Regions from separate parts of the Mus musculus genome. Here region 1 is linked to region 2. Evidence: chromatin contacts called from public HiChIP or PLAC-seq data. All regions are on one chromosome and are shown on one strand. Each heading gives the region's core, a stretch centred on a gene start, on an enhancer-like site or on the middle of the called end of the contact. The rest is flanking DNA. Distances are from core to core; before and after follow the strand shown. Region 1 has its middle 31 kb from the start of Ldlrap1. Region 2 has its middle 32 kb from the start of Syf2.

Region 1 (3,894 bases), core at 597-3,096, 160 kb after region 2:
TAAGACAGGCCCGACAGCTGTACGTGTGACATGGACTTCGATGTGCCCAGCAGCTGTGGGCCTCACTCACAGCCTCCGTGGCCCAGGCCCTCACGCTCATCTGACCCTGCATTTTAATAAGGTCACCTGCGGAGCCCTATCCTGAGTGACAGCCCCAAGCCCCTCTTTAGGCTTTTGGGATTTTAGAATGAAGAGCTTAGCTGCTGAGGGCTGAAGGAGGTGAAGATCTCTAAACCCTACTTCTTGTTTTGAGATAAGTCTCACCATGTAGCTCTTGACTGGCCCATGGAACTGGCTATGTAGACCAAAGTGGAATACAAGAGATCCTGCCTCTGTCTCTCTCCATGTCTGTCCCCTCCCTCCCTCCCTCCAGCTGGAAGCCCAGGCTAGGAGGATGGAGTCTCCTTTGCTGCCCAGCAATGGCTGATCAAAGCAGGTCAGCATCATCACCCAGGGACCCAGGGCAGGTAAACGCCCAAGCGAGGGACCTGAAGTGTGTGTGTCGTCCTATTGGAGCATCTTGAAACAGTGCCATACTGCAGGGTTTTAGACGAGTCTAAACAGACTGCCTCCAGGACAGGCAGAGAGCAGAAGGAGCCTATTCACCATGTCTCCCATCTGCCTGTCTGCTTTCCTGTGTTTCTTGTCAGATTTCCCCCACAAGTGTCTGCTTGTTTTAGCAAGGCGCGAAGATTCCTTCAACAGCCCGGTGCTCGGAGAACAAGTTAGGCTTTTTCTGGTCCTTCCTCCAGGAAGGATTCTGGCTGACACAGTCCAACAATCTTAGTTCTCCCAAGGGTACCATGCTCTTCTTGCCTCCTTCCTTCCTTGGCTGGCTCTGAACAGCTCTGCCTTCTCCCGTCTCAGCTCCTCTGCCCTTGCTCGCTGTTCAAGCTCAGTCCTCCTTGGGCTGGGCTCTCTAGAGCCTGGAGTTGCTCTCTGTAGTACTTCTCGAAAGCATCTAAGGCTTACCTGTGCAAGAAGTCAAGATGAGCATTGTCAAAAATAATTTAAAAAAATAAAATTAAATTAAAAAAAAAAAGATGAGCATCTTCTGGAAGCTGCTCTGTCCTCGTTCTTAGCAGTGCAGTCTGGATACAGTGGAGATAACGGGGATGTGGAACTGAGGGTGGCAGGACCTTTAGTGAGTTTGACCTGAAACCTGTAGTTACGTTTTATTTCCTTTCACGTTTATTTCCTGGGATGGGGCTGAAGGAGGTGAGTCACAGCAGATGTGTAGATGTCAGAGTGGGCTCCTGTAGGTACCAGGTTTGGCTACAGGCTCTTTACCTGTGACACCATGGCTGGACCCTAAACCTGCACTAGTCCTTCGGTTCCCCTCTCCAGCCCCAACTGAATCTGAGAACCTCTGAGAGCCACTGACCTGAACCGCTGCCTGAAGCCATGTCCACCAGCTGCCAGCAGAGGGCGCAGGCTATCTCAGCCCTGGCTACTCCCCACCCGCCAGCTCAGCTGGGCATGGGAGGCTCTTCCCTAAAGACTTTGCTACAGAGTCTGTCACTGACAAACACCAAGTCACCTCCTAGGGGTGCTGAGTGGCCAGGTACTGGATAGATGCAGCTTACTAGTGAGGAAGGCTTCCCTGGCTTCCCTCCCACTGGTATATATCCCCAAATTTCCAACAGTAAACCTGATTACTTTCATAATAAATGAATTTTAAAACAGTTTAAATGTAATTGAAAGACAAATCAAGGGAAGAAAAGAAGGAAGGAGAGTGGTGAAATGATTCAGGGGGTGAAAGTGCTTGCTATGTAAGCCTTCAGGACCTGACCTTGATCCCCAAATTCCATGACAGAAGCAGAAAACTGACTACGGAGCATTGACCTCTGACCACCATGCCTGCCTTGGCGCCTTTGCACTTTTGGTCACATGCACAATAATAGGAGGAGGGGAAGAGGGAGGAGAGGGAGGAGAAGGGAGGAGAGGGAGGAGAAGGGAGAAGAGGGAGGAGAAGGGAGAAGAGGGAGGAGAAGGAAGAAGAGGGAGGGGGAGAACGACTCAGAAAGGAGCTATGCAGCCTAAGGGAAGTCCCTCTAGCACTTACCCCCAGCTGTTAGTTCTCCTGGGGTGTCTGCCTGAGGGAGAAAGTTAGTGGGGTCACAGTCGTCCGAGTGCTCAAGGTAGCTGAGGGTTTGTCTTGTCACCTCAGCAGTGCACTGTCCCCAGAGTTGGAGTTCAGAGTGTTTGGGTTCAGACTGCCCAAGGACAGTGATCCACTCGTTCACACATGGCTGTTCTGAAATGCTAGGAACATCCACAGCCGAGTGGCGGGGAGTAGGCCAAGGTATTTAACCTCAGAGGTGCCCCCCTCTGCTCCCGTGGCTGTGGACATACTGTTTGAGTTGCATAGAATCTCAGACATTTAAAATTGGGAGAGCCAGGTGATGCGGGTGATGGTGGCAAGTGCCTTTAATCTCAGCACTTGGAAGGCAGAGGTAGGCAGAGCTCTGTGAGTTCGAGGACAGCCTGGTTGACAGAGCAGGTTCCACGACAGCTGGGGCTACACAGAGAAACCCTGCCTTGAAATGAGAGAGAGAGAGAGAGAGAGAGAGAGAGAGAGAGAGCAAGTTCTATCAATCATCTATCATTTATCTGTCAACTATGTATTTATCTATTGATTATCATCTGTCTGTCTATCTATCTGTAATCCATTTAGAGATAGTATCTTGCTATGTAGCGTCCAGGCTGGCCTTGAACTCTGTTACCCACCGCTTTGGCATCTCAACAGCTGGGATGACAGACAGGCTTGAGCTCCCATGCCTGATACATTTGTTTTTGAAACTGTGTCTCTGTGTAGAGCAGGCTAGCCACAATCCCCATCCCTTCTGCCTCTGAGTGCTGCTACTGTGGGCTCTTGGACCATACCTGGCCAAGGATTTGGAGTGTCTGTTCAAACACCTGCATACCCAGCCCACTTCTGTACTCCCTGCAGGCCCTGGGAGAGGCGGGGCCGTGGCTCCCACTCTGCCTGCTTGGTGGATTACCTAGGGCCTGGTATCATGCCCTTTTCTACCAACCTGACATCTGGGCTGAATTGAGCTGTGTGGTTTTTGGCAGCAGGGTTGGAAAACGGACTAGAGGACAGGGCTTGAGAGCGACCTTCTGTCCCGGTGACTTGGGGCCTCAGAGGAAATAAATTCTGGTGGCTGGAGCTGGAGAAGTTGGAGCTAGACTCGGTCTCTCACTTCCCCCAGTCACTGAGCTTCTCTCTAGGCCCCAGCCTCCATTTCTCTCAGTCACATCTCTTACAGTGATGTTTACCAATGTCACCTAGCCCAAGAAGGTCCGTGAACATCACCTGCATTGGTGATTTGTAGGCTTCATCGACTGAGGCTTGCTCTCCTTTGCTGTCTTGCCCAAGCTGGCCTCAAATTCCTGGGTTCAAGTGGTCCTCTGGCCTCAAGCTTCTGACATAGCTGGGACCACAGGCATGCACCACCATAACTGGCTTTATCTCAGGTTTTCCGATAATAAACCATAGGATCTGTGGCCAGGAGAAGCTCAAAGGGGACAGAGGCAGAGCAAGCACTGTGCTGTCAGGAAAGGTGAGGAAGCCAGCCAGAGAGAGAAAGCAGCCAGCCAGCAGGGCAGTTGGCTGGCAGGAGCTGCCCCTGCCATGAGTCTGTGTGTTCTGGGCTGGTGAGAGTCAGAGCTGCCTCTGAGGCCCAGGTGGATGGGCATGGCTCCCCACAGGGACCACGGGCTCCCTCACCATCAGGCAGGGATAATAACTCCGTCCCTCCTTGCTGTGGCCTGTACTAAGTTGTGGCCAAGAGCAGAAGTGTCAAATATATCTGGAACTCAGCCTCCTGCTTTCTACAAGAACAGTTGTCCTGGTTAAGAAGAGGGACAGCTGGGGGAAGTCAAAGCCAG
Region 2 (4,403 bases), core at 326-2,825:
ACACATTTCCGGAAGGCAGAAAAATAGCTATCTCAGGAGCCGGTGACAGGAGGAAGATAAATGGACTCCTACAGGAGCCAGAACGCCAATCTCTGCTGATATTCTGAGCCTCACTTTCCTCGACACCACAGCCACTTCCAAGGAGCAAGAGCTGTCAATGTAGTTCTCTGGGCAGGCGATCAGGCCTGGCCTAGACAATCATTTACAGGTTATCTGTGCCTCAGTTTCCTCCTAAGCAAAACAGAGATGATGATAATCCCATCTTCCCCCATGGCTGGTGCAAGAATTCTATTCAAATACCCAAATTTGAAGACCTAGGGATGTAGGTAGCTCTCCTGGTCACCCCACAGTCCCATCCTTGTTCTGCCCAAGGTCTGTGGGTTTTAAGAGGCCAAGTCATCTAAGCTTTGTTATAGCTGGCCAACAGGCTGCACACACACACACACACACACACACACACACACACACCTGCACACACCGATGGGGAAAATGTAGAGGCCTATGTGCACATGTGACAAATGTACTCCATGGAGACTATCCAACAGGTGAGGAACCCTAAAAAGAAACTGAGACGACCGAGTAAGTCTGAATAGAGGCTCTAGCTCAGGGCCAGCAAAATGACTCACCAGATAAAGGAGCTTGCTGCCAAGCTCCCTGAATGAGTCCCGAAAACCAACATGGTGAATGAAGACGAGAGCCAGCTCCATAAACTACAACCTCCTTGTTATCACTGGGAAAGGAAGGAAGCCAGGGACTCCCTCACCCATTGGGATGGGTCTCCAGATGGTTTGCCTTTCTGGCTCCCAGTCATCTGAATAGACTCACCCAGTCCTCAAACTAAAATGCCCCTCCATCCCAGAATCGCAGGCTGTCCGGCTGGGTTCAACCCTCGCAAAGAGCTCTGCCAAACTCTCCCAGGCTCGCTCTCCTGACCATCATCCCATCCTCAACCCCCTTCCCAGGGTCTCTAGGCCTGCTTCTCCTTTGCCTCCATCCAGGCCCCAGGTCTCTCCCACATATATCATGTGGCAAAAAGAAGCTTCAAGCTGGATGAGGTGGCTCACACCTTTAAACCCAGCACTCAGGAGGCAGATCTCTGTGAGTTTGTGTGAGGCCATCCTGGTCTACACAAAGAGTTCTAGGTCAGTCTGGGCTACATAGAAAAACCCTGTTTCAAAAACTTTAATAATAATAATAATAATAATAATAATAAGAAGAAGAAGAAGAAGAAGAAGAAGAAGAAGGGGGAAGGGGGAGGAGGAGGAGGAGGAAGAGGAGGAGGGGGAGGAAGAGGAGGAGGAGGAAGAGGAGGAGGAAGAAGAAGAAAGGAGGAGGAGGAAGAGGAAGGGAAGGGGGAGGAGGAGGGGGAGGGGGAGGAGGAAGCTTCCAGCAATTCATTACCTACAACTGAGAACTTGACCTTGAATTTGGACCTGATGTGGGGGGGGGGGGAGAATTTTCACATAGCCCCGCCCCTCAGTCCACCTCTGGAGACATTTATTAGCTGGTTCCTGTTTGCTGACAGCGCCCATGTATGTCCTGTGCCAGGAAGATGCGCTACTGGGTTCTGAGTCCACACAGATGCTGAGCCAGCAGCGAACCTTGATTTACAGCTGGCAGGGTTGGGGCAAGATGAGCGTTCTCCCAAGTCCCCAAGAACACACGAAAAGCTGGGCTCTTTCATTTTGCAGATGTAAATCATTTCTGTTCCTCAGTCTGCACGCCATGGTGACTTCCTCGCCTACCCTCCACCTCAGTCGCCAAGCTCAGAACCGAGGAGCTACCCAGGAAGTTGAGGTGGGACACGCTGACTGGGAAGCCATGATCCTCTGAAGCAGCAGTGCCAAGGTCCCCAGAGACCTCTACCTCTGCTCCGCTGTTCTTAGCTGGGCGCTCAGCAGCGCCATCTGCAGGCTCCTGGCTCCAATTTGCAGGCTTCGTGGGACAGAAGCCTACTGATACAGCACACTGCCCGCCCACTGGATCCTCCCACCCTGTTGTGACTCTCCCTGGACCCCCTCACGGAGTGCACTCTAACTGCCCCCTCCCCGCACCCACAGAGGCTCTTCGAGAACAGTCCCACAGCTGCCCGTGGCCAGAAAGCTCCAAAGCACTGAGAGGAGGCCTCTGAATGCTCCTTGAGCAAGAAAGTACGCTGCTCTGCCCTAGGCACTCCACCACACTGTCAGGGATGGAGAGCTAGCTCACTGGAGGAACTGAGTTCTATTCCCAGCCGGGATCCCAAGCCAGGTTTGTCACAACCGCCTGTCACTCCAAATCTAGGGGATCTGTCGCCCCTTTTTGGCCTTCAACAGAACCTGCACCCACATGTACCTACCCAGGCACAAATATACATAATTGAAAAGAAAATCTTTAGGGCCAAGCACGATGGCACACACCCTTAATCCCAGCACTGGAGAGGCAGGGGCTGATAGACCTCTAGGCATTCAAGGCCAGCCCTGTCTCAAGATAAAGTTAAATAAAATCTTTATATGAAAAAGACTCGTGCCCAAATACGTGTAGCTGTTTTACTCCCAACAGCCAAATCCTCAAAGTCACTCAAATGAGTTTCAGCAGGTGAACGGAAAACAGTGTGTGTGGTTTTTCCCTCCAAGGAATATTATTCAGTAATAAAAAGAAATAGACCATGATCTGTTAACAGTACAGGGGAGCCTTAAAAACATCGTGTTAAGTGAAAGACAGTGACAGGAGATGACAAACTACAGACTCCGTTCACACGAAGTCCCAGAACACCCACCCTCATCTGGGATGCTAGAAAGAAAAAAAGCAGTGGCAGCCTGTGGTGGAAGAGAGGGAGTACAAATGGCACAGAAAGCCTTTTAGGAGTGAGAGTTATTTTTTTGCACACCATTTCAGACCACAGTGATGGTTCAGTAGGTGTATGCAGGAGCTGGTTATACACTTTAAATACACAGTTAGTTAGTTGGTTTTTTTTTTAAGAGATGCATTCTAAAGATGTATTTATTTATTTATTTATTTATTATATGTAAGTACACTGTAGCTGACTTCAGACACACCAGAAGAGGGCATCAGATCTACGGATGGTTGTGAGCTACCATGTGGTTGCTGGGATTTAAACTCAGGACCTTCGGAAGAGCAGTCGGCGCTCTTAACCACTGAGCCATCTCGCCAGCCCCACAGTTAGTTTTAATATTTTTGCATTTGTTTATTTGGAGGTCACCTAAATACCATGGTACACACGTGGGGGCCAAAGGACAACTTTCAGGAGTTGATTCCTCCCTTCTACCATGTGAGTTCTGGGCTGGCACCAAGCCTTTGCCCACTGAGCTGTCTCAACAGCCCTGTTTTGGCTTTTTATTTTGAGGCAAGGTCTGACTGCTCTTCATACAAATCTTCTAGGTCTAACTTGCCCTTCTCCTACCTTAACTGTCCAAGTAATGGGAGCACCGCCCCCCCAGACCAGTGTCTTCAGACTTGGGTATCCAGCTTGTTATATCCAGATTGCCTATAGCCAATCATATCTCAATAAAGCGGTACACGTTTTTAAACATAACATCCTGCTCTACATAGCAAGTCCCAGGCCAGCCAGGGCTACATAGTGAGACCCTACCTCTAAAAATATATAAATAAATCTAACAGGATTTGGTGTTCAGCCAGGCAACACCATGCAACCTAAGCTGGGCTGCACTGAGCCAGAAAGTAACAGCGCACACATCCACTGTCAGGAAGATTCCCAAACACAGGCACCGGCTGTGGTGTGAGTCCCAGCTTGTGGCCTTCGCTGATTTCTGTGGTGTCGCTGATTCCTGCCACAGCCAATTCCAAACCACTCACGTGAAGTCACTCAGCAACTTCCAACCCAAGACACAGCAACGCAAATGGTCTCAGAGCATCCGTCACGGCGGAGCACAGGAAAGTCACGAGGAAGTGGTGAGTGTAGGACGCTTGTGGTCTTTTTAAGTCTGATCTAATTGTAAGCTTGTGATTTGATCCTTAATGATGCCCAATCACAGAGCTGCTGAGGATTTAACTGTTGGGTCCAGCAACTCTGTCCTGATCAGATCCCATAAGACAGAATGCAGAGCCCACAGCTGCACCAAAGCCCTGCCCTATCCCTCCATCCCAGGGTCCCGCAGATGGAGCAGATGGAGCAGGATGACAGTGTCTGGTTTTAACAGCAACAAGGGGCTTGTGCACGGGTCCTGAAGAGCTGCACCACCAGACTCAGAAGCCAAAACCAGGTCGGCGAGACGGTTCAGTGGGTAGGGCACTTGCTGTGCAAGTCTGAAGACCTAAGCTCACTCTCTGGACCCACGTGAAGAAAGGAGAAATCTGATTCTCACAAGTTGTCCTCTGACCATCACACTGGCACCAAGATGCACGCGTGCACACACGCACATGCATGCACACACACGCACACA

What was found. HiChIP or PLAC-seq counts read pairs in DNA pulled down with a chosen protein or histone mark.
Region 1: a contact with region 2 is called in an H3K4me3 HiChIP or PLAC-seq map of bone marrow-derived macrophages, with 4 times the contacts expected there. The contact joins two enhancer-like sites. A contact is called at or near these places in 2 of 484 Hi-C or Micro-C datasets (the N1E-115 cell line and embryonic stem cells) and 1 of 115 datasets of contacts at active chromatin or transcription factors (bone marrow-derived macrophages).

Annotation. Positions count from the first base shown.
Region 1 is chr4:134,797,028-134,800,921 of GRCm38.p6, reverse strand. No RefSeq gene overlaps it. Among named protein-coding and RNA genes, the nearest start is that of Ldlrap1, 31 kb to the right of the region's middle. Within about 2 kb of position 1,846, at least 33 of the 459 cell types and tissues checked have an H3K27ac peak or open chromatin away from gene starts, as enhancers often do. A contact at or near this core is called in bone marrow-derived macrophages, where this site is marked.
Region 2 is chr4:134,960,708-134,965,110 of GRCm38.p6, reverse strand. No RefSeq gene overlaps it. Among named protein-coding and RNA genes, the nearest start is that of Syf2, 32 kb to the right of the region's middle. Within about 2 kb of position 1,575, at least 32 of the 459 cell types and tissues checked have an H3K27ac peak or open chromatin away from gene starts, as enhancers often do. A contact at or near this core is called in bone marrow-derived macrophages, where this site is marked.